Regions from separate parts of the Mus musculus genome. Here regions 1, 2, 3 and 4 are each linked to region 5. The links are chromatin contacts, called in public capture Hi-C and promoter capture Hi-C maps. All regions are on one chromosome and are shown on one strand. Each heading gives the region's core, a stretch centred on a gene start, on an enhancer-like site or on the middle of the called end of the contact. The rest is flanking DNA. Distances are from core to core; before and after follow the strand shown.

Region 1 (2,700 bases), core at 27-2,526, 290 kb before region 5:
CACAAAAGCAACGCTTGGGAGATCAATGAAGGGAATGAACCGAGAGAAGAAGGACTTAAGGGAGGGAACCGGCTGTCGAGGTGGAGAATAAATCTCAAAATAAATAAGAGTGATGGAGTTCAGCTGGAAGGACTAGAAATGCAACCACCCAGAGGAGACACCAGTCACTAGGGAGGAGTGGGAGAGTGGAAATTAGAGCTCCCGGTGGTGAGCAGGCCAGGGCGAGCTGGAGTATGGGTCCCTAGGGACCATCAGGAATCAGGGTCTCGGAGGGAGGGCGTTGTCACCTCTTTAACTCAGCGTCTGTTTTGCAGGCCAGGATGCTTGGTTAGGGGCAGATGGCAAAGACATACAGCTGCACGGTCACTTCAGTCACCTGGCTGGCACCCATGCAGCTAAGAAAAAGGAAACAGTCTAGGCAGAAAAGACATCGGGCATTGGGCTAGCTGAATTTGAGCAAGAACGGAAAATCTGGCTTTGCAAGCGTTTCTGGACAGTGGGGGGTGGGGGTGGATTTTATTAGCCTCATGCTAGAGGGCACGAAGTTTAGGCTGGACTGTCTTGTTTGCCTACTCTTTTATTCTGGCTGGAGGCACAGGACTTCCAGAGCTCGCTCCTAAAGAGGAATGACCAGCGTGGCTCTCTTCCCAGGACAACTGACCTTCCACCTGCCAGCAGACTCCCAGCCCCGGGGCAGGGGCTCTGTCCACCTCAATGTTCAGTGATTGTCTCTGAAGCCTCGGTCTGTGCAAAGGGCCTTTCTGGGCAGCCAGCCAGGGGTGGCCACTTGAGAAGCCCGCCTCTACCTTCGCTTGCACCCCCTTCTTTTGAAGCCGGGCTTTCATAGTGTGTGGGGGAAGGGGGGCTAGATGCAGCGAAGTCTGGCCAGGGGAGTGGTGGGGACAGGGTCTAGTCTGCCACGGGTGCCTCGGGGCAGCTGAACCGCCAGGCAAGGAGGGAGCCCGCTCCCCTCCTGGGGGCGCTCCCTTCGCGCGGATCTGGGCTGGGAGGAGGAGAAGGAGCACTCCCCCGGGGGCTTTCCCGCTGCCGGCGACGGGGGAGACGGAGCCTCCGGGCCCCGCAGGCGAGGGAGGGGTGCGGTCGGGGCGGGGGCCGGGCTCCCCGGCTGGCTGCGGGGTCCGGCCCGGCGGCCGCCTGCGGCTCGGCGCTGCTCGGCGCTCCTGCCCGGCGGGCGCTGCATTCTCCGAGTCTCCACCAGAGGCTGCGGGAGGAAGGAAGGGATCCGTCCCTTGCACACTTCCCCCCTAGTCAGACACGCACACTCCCTCGCTCTCTCGCTCCTCCACACACGCGCGCACTCGCCGCCGCGGCTCCCCCTCTCGCTCCCGCTCTCCCTCGGCTCCTCCGAGCGGACGCCAGAGCCGGACCTGGCTGTGATCCTGCCGCTTGCTGGCGTCCCAAGGCGCGGACCAGGGTGCAGTCCGGCCGCTCCCCAAGGTAAGAGCGCGCGGCACCCGCGGGAGGACAACCGATCGCCGCTGGGGAAGGCTGCGGGCCGGGAGGGTGCACGGGCCGGGGAGAGGCGGGCGCGGCGCGGCGCGGGCTCCGGGGCAACAGCTGAAGCGCGCCCATCCCGCGCCCCCTCCCCGGCGGGGAGACAGGGACTTTCCCACGTCCAAACTTTCCCCGGCGCGGAGCCCAGCCCGGCCACCTCCCGGCCCGGGAGTCGCGGTCCCTGTGTCCTGAGCTCCAGGATGCCCCCGAGGCCGGGGAGGAAGGGGGTGTCTGCGCCAGGGGTGTAGGGCCGGAGTGCGGGGAGGGGTGGGGAGATGGAGAATCCAGCCTCTGTACGGGCCGGGACCCCGGCATTCCCGCCGCCCACCCCGCGCCGCCCCGGCTCGGCTCGCAGCCCCTCCCGGAGGCCCGGCGATCGGCGCGGCGGGAGCGTGTGCGCCGCGCGGGTGCGTGTGCGGGTCGAGCCGCGGCGACACGCGCGGCTGCGGCCACCCCTGGGTGGGGTGAGCTGGACAGGCTATGAGGACCCTTGTGGCCCTGCCGACGTGACCCCCTGCTCCCTTCGGCCGTCGGATGGCCGGTGGAGATTGAGAGGTAGCTCTACCCTCTTCATCCGCACACGACTCCGGGGACTCTGTCCCCACCACGGAGAAGGACCGGGCTTCACAGGCTCACGTCCAAAGCACGCGCCACTCGGGACTGACCCTCCGGAGGCCGGGGTGCGGAACCGGGAGGCGTGGACCTTGCGACTGTGAGGGCGTACAGGCTGCGGGACCCTCGATAGACACTATCCCTAACCACGTCTCCCTTGGCTCGGGACCTGACTTCGCCACTTCCGCTGTGGCCTGGTCGGGTCCCTGCCCCAGCTTGGGTGCTGCTGGAGACGACCCTGTAGGGTGCAGCGGGCGGAGCGCAGAGAGAGGCTGGAGTCCCCCGAGGTCTCCCCAAGCCGCAGAGGCACCCCCTGCTGGCGGGCACAGCAGCGACGGCTGAAGCCTGCGGGGCCCGGCCGGTTGAAGGCTTGTCCGGCTCGCGCTGCTAGGAGCCCCCTGCTTTCTCTCCTACCCTTCCTAGTCGGCGGCGGCGTTGGTCGGAGGGTGTGCGTTCCATCTGATGAGCTCCCTGGGTCCCAGAACCAGCAGGAGTGCTCAACTTGGCCAGAGTCTTGATTGTTAGTATTGGCTACTGCCTCTGCTTCTTCTCCTTCTGTCCTGGAAGCCTATC
Region 2 (2,700 bases), core at 183-2,682, 340 kb before region 5:
AAATAAAATCAAGAACAAAACTGTAGTGCTCTCAGTCATGAGCTGTGAGTGTAACCAGAGAGCAGCCAGGAGCTTCCTGTCAGTGATGTGTTTTCAATAAATACTCTTTCATGTAGACTGCTTCCTATCCACACCTCTTCCTCTGCACTTATTCCCTGTCCCAAGGGTGAGGAGCGGCCTGACAGCCTTCATTTCAGTGTGCCTGGGAGCATGTGGAGAGCTCCCAGCCACTCTGAGAGCATCTCCCTCTCCCCTCATCTCTCCTGCTCTTGTCATGCGCAAACTACTCACACCTGCTGGCTAAGGATGCTCACAGCTTGTGCTACAGGACAGAGCGTTTTCTGCTCAGTCGTGCTGGGTACAACGTGGAAAGGCATACTGTACACCCCCAAGAACCCATCCTCCCTTTTTCCCCTGCCAGGGACACAGCCAGGGAACAGCTCGAGTACTTGTGCCTTTCAAAGAAGACATGTTCCGCACCCCGCATGTTGCCTGCAGTTAGTGCCCAGCTTGCCAGCTGGTGCTTTAAGCTGGTGCTCCCATCAGCAGCCTTGGTAGCTGGGAGGTTTGAATGAAGGCAGTGATGAAAATAGATACTTCCCCTTGCCTCAGTCAGAAGGGGGTGAGGACAGGCGCTTTCAGAAGGCATAGAAAGTGCATGCAACGCAGGCTTTGAGGGCTGAACGAAGCCAAGACCTTGGGCTGCGATGGGCACCATTGTAGGTCTCAGGAAGCATTGAATCAACGAATGCTTTCGTGATGCCAGCTGGCAACAGCCTACAGCAGCAGTGTGCACAAAGCACAGCTTACACGCTGGCCTTGAGCCTTCTGCTAGGAGCCAGGAGCCCAGCCAAGTCATGTGCAAGGATTCCTGTTTGCAGCCAGTCCTAGTAGAGCCCGGATGAGCAGACGCCGAGAACTGGGCCAGCTCGGGTCTGCAGCCCTAGCTTGCATGGCTTAGAGGTTATCTTGCCCACATACTCTGTACCTGAAATGAGTCAAATCCAGGTGTGCTAAATTGGTGTTCTGCGGCCACTGTAACCTGCTTCCCTGGGCTCCCGGTAAGACTAGATCCTTCTTACCCCCTTCCTTTTGGGTTCCATTTCCTCTGCGATGAACTTCACGTACTCAGCCTATTGAATAATTCTCACAAATTTATAGGCATACGCAATGTCACAAAGTGTCCATTATCACTTTGCCAGGACGTTTTACTAATAAAATTTAATGGTTGTCATGTCATTTCCCTGCTGCTTGAAGTCCCTGAAGAAATAAGCCCTGTACAGAGTTATTAGTAGCTGTGATTCGTTCCTGGTGCCCGTTTAAGGGAAAGGTACAGAGGGACCGTGTTGGGAAGCTTGCTGTAGCCGCCTTAGAGATGCTCTGGCTCCGCCCACCCCACCGACTTCCGGCGGAAGTCTCGCCTCCTGAGGCACAGTGCCCACCTCGAGCTTCCGGCAGGAGGCTCCCGGCGAGAGCCTGGGCGGAGGTAAGTGGGCGTGTGGGCGGTCCCCTGCCTTCTCGCCCGGCCTCAGTTTCCCCAGCTTTCCAGTGGCTCTGGGCCCGTTCGCCTGGCATTCGCCGAGCACGTACGAGGGGCCGGGTCTTGGGGATGGGGGGAACCAGGTGGATACTGCCGAGCAGGCGCGGCAGGGACACGTGAGCAAACACAGTCGTCACGCGGTGTTAAGTGCCACGCGCAATGGGGGTCCTGGGGAAGGGGACCAGAGCAGAGAGCATCAGGTTGCCTTGCCGAGGAGGACGCCGGCTGATGTTCCGGGCACACGGCTGTACGTGGCGTTGCAGCTGGCAGGCAGGATCCAGGGAGAACTTGCGGACCCAGCCCCGGGGTCTCCGGTCTGTTGGGACCGGCAGTCTTAGTTTCTTTCCCTGATGCAACTTAAGGAAGGAAGGAAGAAAGAAAGAAAGAAAGAGCTTATTTCCCCCATAGTTCTTGGTGCTGTCCGTCGTGAGGAAGTCAGGGCAGTAAGTGCTTGAAGCAGCTGGCCACGTCGTTTCCACAGTTCTGAAGTATAGAATCTTGAGAGCCATCAGTGCCTGCTAGTGCACTCTCCCTTCTTTATGGAGGCCAGGAGTTCCTGCCCACAGCTACCTGGGTCTCCTCACATCGGTTAACCTGATCAAGAGAATCAATCCCTTCCTGGTATGCTCCGAGGCCCGTCTCCCAGGTGACCCTAGCTTCTGTCAGGTTGACCACACTAACCATTCCACCAGTCTCTGGCTCCTTGTGGACTGCAGGCAAGTGCAGGCAGTAGGTGAACGGAAACTGTGGTGTAGTGTGTGGTGGTGGGAGAGGAAGTGAAGAGAAGTGGGTGGGTCAAGGAATAACTAGAGGTGGACTTGACAAGGCAGGAGATGAGGGATGCCGAGGGAGGCAGCAATGGCTTCACTGGTGCTGACTGCCTTCTGCCAAAGAAAACAGTTGTTCGGTTGGCCGTTTCTAAGTGACTTGAGAGTCAGATGAAGACCCGAGGAATATTAAGGTAGCTCCTTGCAGCACCTTGAGGTTGAGCTGTCGGCTGGAGTTACGGGGTTGGTCGTGGTGGGCTGGGAATGAAGGCGGCAAAGAGAGGCTGGGCTGCAGCCCTCAGGCATCTGTGCTTACTGAATGAGTCAGAAAGAAGGAAGACTCCAGAGACTGTGGCAAGTTGCACCCGCTAGGTCTCTGAGGAGGAAGCTGTC
Region 3 (2,700 bases), core at 98-2,597, 440 kb before region 5:
CTTTTCTCCACATTGCCTCTCTGCTTCTTTTGGTTTCCACTTGATCTCTGGTAACTAGTTAACTAAAGTCATACACAAACTCTAGGAACACCGCAAACAAACCGGACTGCCAGGATATCAGGTTTGCTTTTTGAAGCCTGCAGTGTCCCTTCTTATGACCCCTTTATTTAAATTACATCATGGCCACGTTTGATGTGGGAGACAGTATACAAGCATTGAATCCCTGGAAGTCTGGCTCACTGAGAGCTATCTCTCAGCCTCTGCATCTCGAAGTTCCTTTTGGTATTTAAACATAACAGATAACTGTGTCAGAAACTGTCTGGCCTTCCAGTGACTAAGATATTCCATAGCTTTCCTCTTTTAAAATATATACACGGGGGCTGGTGAGATGGCTCAGTGGTTAAGAGTGCCGACCGCTCTTCCAAAGGTCCTGAGTTCAAATCCCAGCAACCACATGGTGGCTCACAACCATCCGTAACGAAATCTGATGCCGTTTTCAGGAGTGTCTGAAGACAGCTATAGTGTACAGTGTATAAATAAATAAATAAATATTTTAAAAAAATAAATAAAACAAAATATATACACGTATTCAATTTGTCCTCATGGATGAAGAGCAGTTTCTATATTACTTGGATTAAATATAATTGGTCATGTTAAAATATATTGTTAAGATGGCGCAGTGATTTATAGCAGAGGAGCAGAGTTCAATTCCCAGCACCTACATGATACCATCTTCTGGCCTTCTTAGACACGGGGTACCAAGCACAGCACGCAAGTAGTGGACAGACATACATGCAGGCAGGCAATATATCAATACATATAAAATAAAATAAAATAAAAATTGAAAATATTATACTGTTAAAATATTTTGCCATTACTTATTGTGACTTCTCCTTCTGTAAAATTGGCAGGAGAGTATGCACCTGTCAGTAAAGTCAGTAATAAACAGGATGGCGATTATTTTCTTTTAAGATATTTAGAGATGGTTTGATTCTTTGTTAGGGGGTCTCTTCTGTAATTTTGGGAAGGTCGTCGATACATTTTTATTCTGCTTACAACTGTTTGGTTATTATTTTTTTCTTAATACACTGTTGGAATTTCTTTACAGAGCTCTAATTTTTTATTCTCACACTTCTTCTTGTACTCATGGTTTTTACTCGTAAATTACTGTGATTAAAGCCCTAGCGCCTCAGAGGCTATCGGCTGGGTGGGGGCCGCAACTCCCTGTGGGAAATGTAGTCCTGGAAAGACTACAGCACCCTTTGGAGAACCGTGGGAATGGCCGCTCCGAGACTCTGCGCATGCGCGGTCTCCTAGGCTCTATGGATGCGTTTCCGTTTCGTGGGGCTCTTCCAGGCGAGGCTCGAGGGGCCTCTGTGCGCCACAATTGCCTGGGGCCTTCTGGGAGCTACAAAAGAAGCGAGGTTTCCCCTGAGCCAGAGGAATTCCGGGTGGCGACTCCGGGGCAGGATCAGAAGAACCAGCGCCTTCCTGGGGCCCGCGGAGGCTTGCGCGTGTCCAGGGGCCGGGCGAGGCTAGCGGGCGCCCCCGGGGCTGCAGGCCTCCGGGCGGGCAGCCTGGGAAGGAGAGAGGTGTGTGCGTGCAAAAAGCGGATCCCAGCAGTCCTGCGGATGCCCTTGGCCCGGTAAAGCTTCGGGGGGCTGCTTAAGGGTTGAGCTGCGATTGAGGGAATGAGCAGGTCTGATTTCATTGGCGGGTCTTTCGTTTGGGAGGGAAGGGATGCCAGCCATGGCTGAGAAAAAGGCCTCTGCATCACTTCGAACAAATGCGTGTCGTTCATTAGAGTCCCCATTCTGTTTCGCCAGAGTTGCTCAAACCCCGTCCATCACCATCCTGGAGTTTACTGGTTTCCTTTATATAGAAGAATGACCCAAGAGTATCTACAGGAAAGGGTTTTTATGAGAGTCGAACTTCTTCTCAAGTGAGGAAGGCAGCTATTTTGACCATTTAGGTAGTTTGCTAGTGCCAGAACCAAGAATTGAAATCTGGTGTGTTGATTCGAAGGCCAGGGCTTTGTCTTCTGCTACACTGAAGCAGAGGCCTCCCTCTCATGAAACTGCAGTTAAGCTTGGGGGAGGGGAGCAGAGTGATACGCATCTTAAACCCCTCACTCCCTCTGTCTGGTTTTCTGATTTCATCTGCTGAATGCATTAGTAGGAAAACAGGTAATTGATACCCAAAAAACTAGATGGTAGGTAGGTAGATAGATAGATAGATAGATAATTGATACCCAAAAAACTAGAGGGTAGATAGATAGATAGATAGATTGATTGATAGAATCTCAGAGTTGCTGGCCTGCTCTTTCAGGCTTCATATATACTAGAGCTTATTGATATGATCTAATATGAACTCTGAAGTGTTGTTTGTTTTTTAAGGAGACCTGAATAAGACAGTAGTTCAATTCACACCTTTGTTTCCTTTCACACAGTAAGAAAAGCTCTGATTAGTCCATTCAAAACTGCCCTGGGCCTTCCCTCCGCAGACGCTTTCTGTATGACGCAGGTCGAAGGGTCCTTTCCTTCCAGGGCATGTCTGTGAGTCACTGTCGAGCTGCTAGCCAGTCTGCTGATCACATTCCCTGTTCTTCCTCACCCAGCCCTTGGATCACCGGTGGTTCCTGGCCCTTTCTTGAGAACGCCTGGAAATGGACAGTACCCAGGTAAGTCACCGAGGGATTCA
Region 4 (2,700 bases), core at 144-2,643, 350 kb after region 5:
TTCCCTTCGGACTAGGGTTACAATTCTTTCCTTCAAGTCTACAATAAATTAGATCCTCATCACCAGCCAGTGGCCTGAGGTGGAGACTCACAGACTCGGTGCCCTGGAATCCTGTCTCGCACATTCACTGGCTGGGTGATACTTGTTAGAATCCTTTCTGCTCTGGGTCACATAATCCTGCTGCAAGATAAAATACCCCAGGGTCTTTCAGATTAGAAACACCAAGTTTTCGCCTGCTGGCTGTCTTTGAGAGAATACAGAAGTCCAAGAAGATCAGGTTGTCTAGTAGAAATTCTATTTCTAAGACCTGAGCTGTAGGTCCATGGGAGAGTGTCTCCCAGCCTATGCAGATCTGGGCTTAATCCCCAGCAAAATCATTTTAGCATTTTTGAGAAATAATCCTTAAGTGACATTGCAAATCTGCTGATATGGGATTTCCATGGGGGTTCTGCCTCTGATCCCGATGATGAGGCTGTGTGCTTAGCTATCACATAAAACAAGTTGAGAACAATGACCTGCACAATATGTTACCAGCACAGGGAAAGAAAGTAGAATCTGGCTGTTAATATTTTCCCTTTCGCAGAGAGCTTCTCTGCCTTCTAGCCCAGTGTTCAGCAGCTGGTACTGGAGATGCACAACTAGGAGGGGGCTGCTCACGTGTGCACCCTTCTTCTGACAGCACACTTAGTATCCAGCAGCTCTACAGTGTTGTCCTTGATTCAGCTGTAGTCTCTCAGACCCGTGTCTTTATTTCAGTGTCTTCTCAGGCAACACTCTGTCATGTGGTGGAGGCTCCCTGCGCTCTGCAACATTCAACAACACTGTGACAAATGCTATCTAAAGACTCTGTTATCCACCTGGTTTCTCCCCAGTCCTGTGCTCTCTTTGGCAACTCTTTACTCTTTGGCCTTCATTTAAAAAAAAAAGTGTCCCTGAGAGATGATAAATGGGAAAACGGTGGGAAGAAACTGTGGGAGAGGGAGAAGGGAACACAGAGACCTTGGACCTACCATGGGAATAAACATGAAGAGATATTAAGACAATAGAGAGTGTGCTTAACGGAGTGAGTGTTTTAAAAGTGGTAAATTAATGGTAAAGAGGGCATGCCACATTAACTTTGAGTTATCAAGATGAAGGCCCAAGAGGACAGCATTGACCCTCAGTGCAGCATGGATGGTGTAGAGTACACTTTGGGCACTACCCTGGTTGACCAGAATGCTAGCCCTATGCAGTCCAAGCAGAAAGGCTTTCTCCATAGATGTGGGCTGTGAATGTCATTAGCTCCACTTATGATCTCGAGAACTTGGTGTTCCCAGCAAGATAGTAGGTGACTGGCTTTTCTCCAGCTCTTACAGCCAAGGTACAGCCTACTGAGAGAATCGGATGGGCGAAGGCAGCAGACATTTCCATGTTCTAGAACTACCAGCCAGGCCAGCCCCTCGCCAGAATGAAGCTTTCTGGATTTGTGAGCATTCTTGTGCTATTTGGCCTGCTTGCAAGAGTCCAGGGACCTAGTCTAGCTGACTTGCTGTTTCCCAGTAAGTACTGTTTTTTTCTAGTGTTGTCTGGGAGAAAGGGAAGTTTACTGGAAGGAAGAGACAAAGAACAATTCCTCAGGTGTGGGTCACCTTTCTACAGCTCCTTCCTGGGTGTGGCTCAGGAGAGGAGAGAGATACTTATAAGGTCTCTTAGTGTTACAACGACCTCTGTGTTGATACAGGGACAGGGGTCTGGGGAAACACCTTCAAAGTCCCTTTAAAAAGGGGAGGTGAGGAAGGGTTATGGTTCCAACATTAATGGGAAGACCTTTCACCTCTTAAAGAAGTAGACAGACATATTTGTCTGGGGGCTCTGGGGTCAGAGTTGGTGGGTTGTACAGAGTTGGTAGCCTGGTGATCTTGAGCAAAATATTTAATTTCCACGTGTCCTCTCTGGAACTTGATTTCTTCATTTTAAACGAATTTTGGCCCTACAGCTTTGTGGTGAAGAAACAGGACAGAGTAAAGCTTCCCCCCACGGTGACCGCTCTGCAGGTATTAGCTAACATTTGCTTGTGTTCACTATCTCATTTAATCCTCACAAGAACTCTACGAGAGGAAGTCCTATCAACACTCCTGTTTTATTCTTTTAATTTAAAATTTTGGAATTTTAAACATTAAAATATAATTTTCCCCTTCCTTTTCTTCCTTCCAATTCCTTTTACATACCTGCTCCCACTCCGTCTGAAACTACGGCCTCTTTTTCTTTAATTGTTGCTGTTATCTGTGTGTGTGTGTGTGTGTGTGTGTGTGTGTGTGAGAGAGAGAGAGAGAGAGAGAGAGAGAGAGCCTAAATAAATACAGCCTGCTGTGTCTGTTTATTATTTTCTGTATGTATATGATTTCAGGGCTGACCATTTGGTATTGGATAAGCAATTAAATTAGGGGGGTCTTCCCTGGGAAAGACTATTTCTCCTGAACTTAGCACCCCTTAGTTGTATATAGCTCTTTGTCCGTAAACTTCCCTCTTTGAAACTAGAAGACACAGAATTTAAAGAATGTGCCCACCATCACAAGGCTACCAGCATTCAACCAACTAAAGATTTTTCTACGATAACACCTGTATTAACCCGTTGAAAATTGTATACAATGTATTTAGGATCCTGTTTCTCCTCCACAACACACACACTCCCGGCAGAGTTAGGATTCCAAAACCCAGCTG
Region 5 (2,700 bases), core at 174-2,673:
CTGAAAGCGACTGTGTCTCCCGCTGAGCAGCGCACCAGACTTTGAGAAGAGGTGACTGCGACTCCAAAGCCGCTGGGGGTTGGGGGAGGTCATTTGTGGAAGCAGCGACTAGGGATTGTGGGGCAGGCATAAGAGCGGACAGATCTGCTGTCCCTTCTACTCTGTCCGTGGTCGTCCCTCCCATAGCCTGCCCAGCCCGGGAATTCTCACCCGCGACACCAAACTGGATGACAATGTCCGCTTCGGGTCCGTACACGCGGGTGAAGGTGAGGGGTGCCACCTCGCCCCACACCGCGAAGGCGCGCGCGAAGGCGTCATCGATCATGTCTCGCGGCAAGTCTTCAGAGTAGTTTTGGATCCTGGAGGTGAAAAGCCAGCGTCGATGGGGGATCGGGCATGCACGGATTACAAATGGGGGTGGGCGGGGCAGCAGCTACACCACGATCGCTTCAAAACACACAGGGCTGCAGCCTCTCTCGGAACTTGTATTGCTAAGGATCCCTTGTGTTCAGCTAACCGGAGGTGCAAACTGGCCTCCAGTCCCACCCAGGCACCTGCTTCTAGCCCGACATCTCACCAGTATGTGATGTTATGATGGTCCCACTTGAGGCCTTTGAAGGTTTGGAATCGACCCACGTCTGGGACACCACAGCGTGGTGTTCGAATGGCCTTTAGTGTCTGGCTGTCCAGCTCACCAGTCTGGGGCAGGGAGAGCTGCTTCTGAAGCATCAGCAAAGCCGGCCGTAGAGACTGCTTCTCTCCCATCATCTGGGCGGCCCGGGTGTAACCATAGCGGTACAAGTATGCCTGTGGATGGAGGAAGGGGCAGAGACATCACAGAGTTCTGGCACCTTGGCTCTGGACCTCTGGGCCACATGCTTAGGGACTCTACGGCCAGGACACCAGTTCTTCCTACACAGCTAGAATTCCCCTATCCTGAGGACAGCATCACACCTCGACCTCAGATGATATAAACCATGCCTACCCCTCAGCCCCACTAGAGTTTAACTGTTCACTGCCAACCTGCGCCATGTCACAACCCTTCGAAGCCGAACCCAATCTGTCCCTCCAACAGACCCGAATCTGCCCAGAGCCTCCAGACCACCTACCCCCTACTGCCTAACCCTGGCAGACATGCCCATCACCCCCAAATCCAGAAAGCATATCTGAGGCCCCATTCCTTGGGAGAGGGGGACATCTTCCTGACCAGCCCTTCTCAGCTATCCACCGAGCCATCTGTCTACCTCTGCCAGCTGGGTGTCCGTGAGGTTGGAGGTTTTCAGGTCTTTGGGGAAGACCACAAAAGTCGGCTGGCGCTGGTAAGGGGCAGCAGAGCTGCAGCCGAAAGCCAGGAGAGCCAGGAGCAGGGGCTGCCAGGGACTCATGGTGAGGACCGCAGCTTCTGGCTAACGCTGCCTTTGCAGAGATTTTAAAGAGGCAGTAAAACGGAATCAGTGACCCCGCCCCTCCCCTCCAGGCTTATGCTGACTCAGCGTGTGTGTGTGTGTGTGTGTGTGTGTGTGTGTGTGTGTGTGTGTGTGTGTGTTTACACTACCCCCTCCCTTATGCCCTGCCCACAGTCCCCCATTGCCAAGTCAGGCAGGACCCCCAGACCCACAGGAAACCACAGAACTCAGGGTTTAGTTTCTGCAAACTGCAGACTTTGTGGGAAAGGGAAGGAGGGTGTGCAGGATGGGGCATTCACCTAGCCCTAGGTCTGACGGCCCTGACTGATCAGCCCAGTAAAAGACTGGGAGACCTGAGGCCCGAGACCCCTCTTCCTTGGGCTTCTGAGACACCCCCTCCCTGGCCAGAGTGCAGCCTGGAGCCCATCCCCACACTGTAGGTTCTATCCTCTCATCCCCGCCCCCTGATAGAGTCTTTGACTCAGCTTCCTCTCCTGGCCTCTGGGAGCAGGCTCTTTGAGGCAGGATTTGGGGAATTCCATGGGGCAAACCCCTAGCTCCAGCAGGCTGACTCCTTGGGGAAGGAAAGATGAGCCTGGGGGGCGGGGGGACACACACATGTGGGAGCAAGCAGAAGCTTCATCCTTCTCAGGCTAGCACTATCCTTCCTCTTCTGTTTAAAGAACAAAAACAGACCCTTTGTCGCTCAAGCCTTTGTCCCTATATTGATCTGAGGATAAAATGAGACTCTCGAAACACAGAAAAACCACTTTCAGCAGTGTTCACGAGACCTCAGTTGATGGTGTCAGGTTTGTGATTGGAAATTAGGAGACTGGGGTCTTGGCTCTAAGCCTTGGGGTGACCTGGATGGGGCAAACACCTTCCTCTCCCGAGCTGTGAGATCGTCATGGACCCTTCCCCTCCTCCAGCCCTGCCCTGCTCCACTCAGGAAAGCTTTGGCACAGTCTTGCCAACAGCCGGCAGCCCCCGGCCTTCCATCCTCCTCGCCTGCCACCATGGTGGAGCAGGGCCTTGATCTGTCTTCAGCAAGCTGTTCTGACTAAGCCTCCTGTGTGCCCAGACCTTCATGTGCTTCCCAACGAACAGACCTGTGAGCCGGAGAGAGAGAGCTGGGTGTTCTCCCAAGCTTCTCTTAGATGCTTCTCACTGGTGAGCTCCAGCACTGAATTGCAGTTCTGGGTCTACCATTTCCCAACCTCGTCATTTCCCAACCACCTTGGGCAAGGCATTTCACCTCCAGGCCGCAGTGATCATTCACTTTTTTGATTTATTG

Evidence for each region. Promoter capture Hi-C pulls out the DNA fragments that hold promoters and counts their contacts. Capture Hi-C pulls out chosen DNA fragments and counts their contacts.
Region 1: a capture Hi-C map of embryonic stem cells shows a contact between it and region 5, with 5 times the contacts expected there. The contact joins the promoter of Cdh22 here to the promoter of Mmp9 in region 5. A contact is called at or near these places in 21 of 39 promoter capture datasets (the 3T3-L1 cell line, 3T3-L1-derived adipocytes, the HPC-7 cell line and 11 more), 1 of 15 datasets of contacts at CTCF or cohesin (embryonic stem cells), 9 of 484 Hi-C or Micro-C datasets (the N1E-115 cell line, cerebellum, embryonic stem cells and 3 more), 13 of 115 datasets of contacts at active chromatin or transcription factors (bone marrow-derived macrophages, embryonic basal ganglia, embryonic forebrain and 6 more) and 4 of 9 other capture datasets (adipose tissue, embryonic stem cells, liver and 1 more).
Region 2: a promoter capture Hi-C map of embryonic stem cells shows a contact between it and region 5, with 8 times the contacts expected there. The contact joins the promoter of Slc35c2 here to the promoter of Mmp9 in region 5. A contact is called at or near these places in 26 of 39 promoter capture datasets (the 3T3-L1 cell line, 3T3-L1-derived adipocytes, the C10 cell line and 14 more), 1 of 15 datasets of contacts at CTCF or cohesin (large pre-B cells), 33 of 484 Hi-C or Micro-C datasets (the AML12 cell line, B cells, the CH12 cell line and 24 more), 21 of 115 datasets of contacts at active chromatin or transcription factors (the 230-238 cell line, acute myeloid leukemia, astrocytes and 14 more) and 5 of 9 other capture datasets (adipose tissue, embryonic stem cells, liver and 2 more).
Region 3: a contact with region 5 is called in a promoter capture Hi-C map of hippocampal neurons, with 5 times the contacts expected there. The contact joins the promoter of Zfp334 here to the promoter of Mmp9 in region 5. A contact is called at or near these places in 6 of 39 promoter capture datasets (the 3T3-L1 cell line, cranial neural crest, embryonic stem cells and 3 more), 1 of 15 datasets of contacts at CTCF or cohesin (large pre-B cells), 2 of 484 Hi-C or Micro-C datasets (both in embryonic stem cells), 13 of 115 datasets of contacts at active chromatin or transcription factors (astrocytes, embryonic basal ganglia, embryonic forebrain and 4 more) and 1 of 9 other capture datasets (macrophages).
Region 4: a promoter capture Hi-C map of liver shows a contact between it and region 5, with 2.5 times the contacts expected there. The contact joins the promoter of Eppin here to the promoter of Mmp9 in region 5. A contact is called at or near these places in 9 of 39 promoter capture datasets (the 3T3-L1 cell line, embryonic stem cells, frontonasal cranial neural crest and 4 more) and 1 of 484 Hi-C or Micro-C datasets (myocytes).

Annotation. Positions count from the first base shown.
Region 1 is chr2:165,233,313-165,236,012 of GRCm38.p6, reverse strand. It overlaps Cdh22 (cadherin 22), which reads left to right and starts at 1,276. Exons shown (of 12, transcript NM_174988.3): 1 at 1,276-1,458.
Region 2 is chr2:165,286,570-165,289,269 of GRCm38.p6, reverse strand. Slc35c2 (solute carrier family 35, member C2) reads left to right here and starts at 1,432. Exons shown (of 10, transcript NM_144893.2): 1 at 1,432-1,486. Elmo2 (engulfment and cell motility 2) reads left to right here. Exons shown (of 21, transcript NM_080287.2): 21 at 1-1,239.
Region 3 is chr2:165,386,906-165,389,605 of GRCm38.p6, reverse strand. Zfp334 (zinc finger protein 334) reads left to right here and starts at 1,347. Exons shown (of 5, transcript NM_178411.3): 1 at 1,347-1,645; 2 at 2,618-2,680. The coding sequence starts at 2,666.
Region 4 is chr2:164,592,264-164,594,963 of GRCm38.p6, reverse strand. It overlaps Eppin (epididymal peptidase inhibitor), which reads left to right and starts at 1,393. Exons shown (of 4, transcript NM_029325.2): 1 at 1,393-1,538. The coding sequence starts at 1,448.
Region 5 is chr2:164,946,942-164,949,641 of GRCm38.p6, reverse strand. Mmp9 (matrix metallopeptidase 9) reads right to left here and starts at 1,423. Exons shown (of 13, transcript NM_013599.4): 1 at 1,245-1,423; 2 at 578-807; 3 at 211-359. The coding sequence starts at 1,385.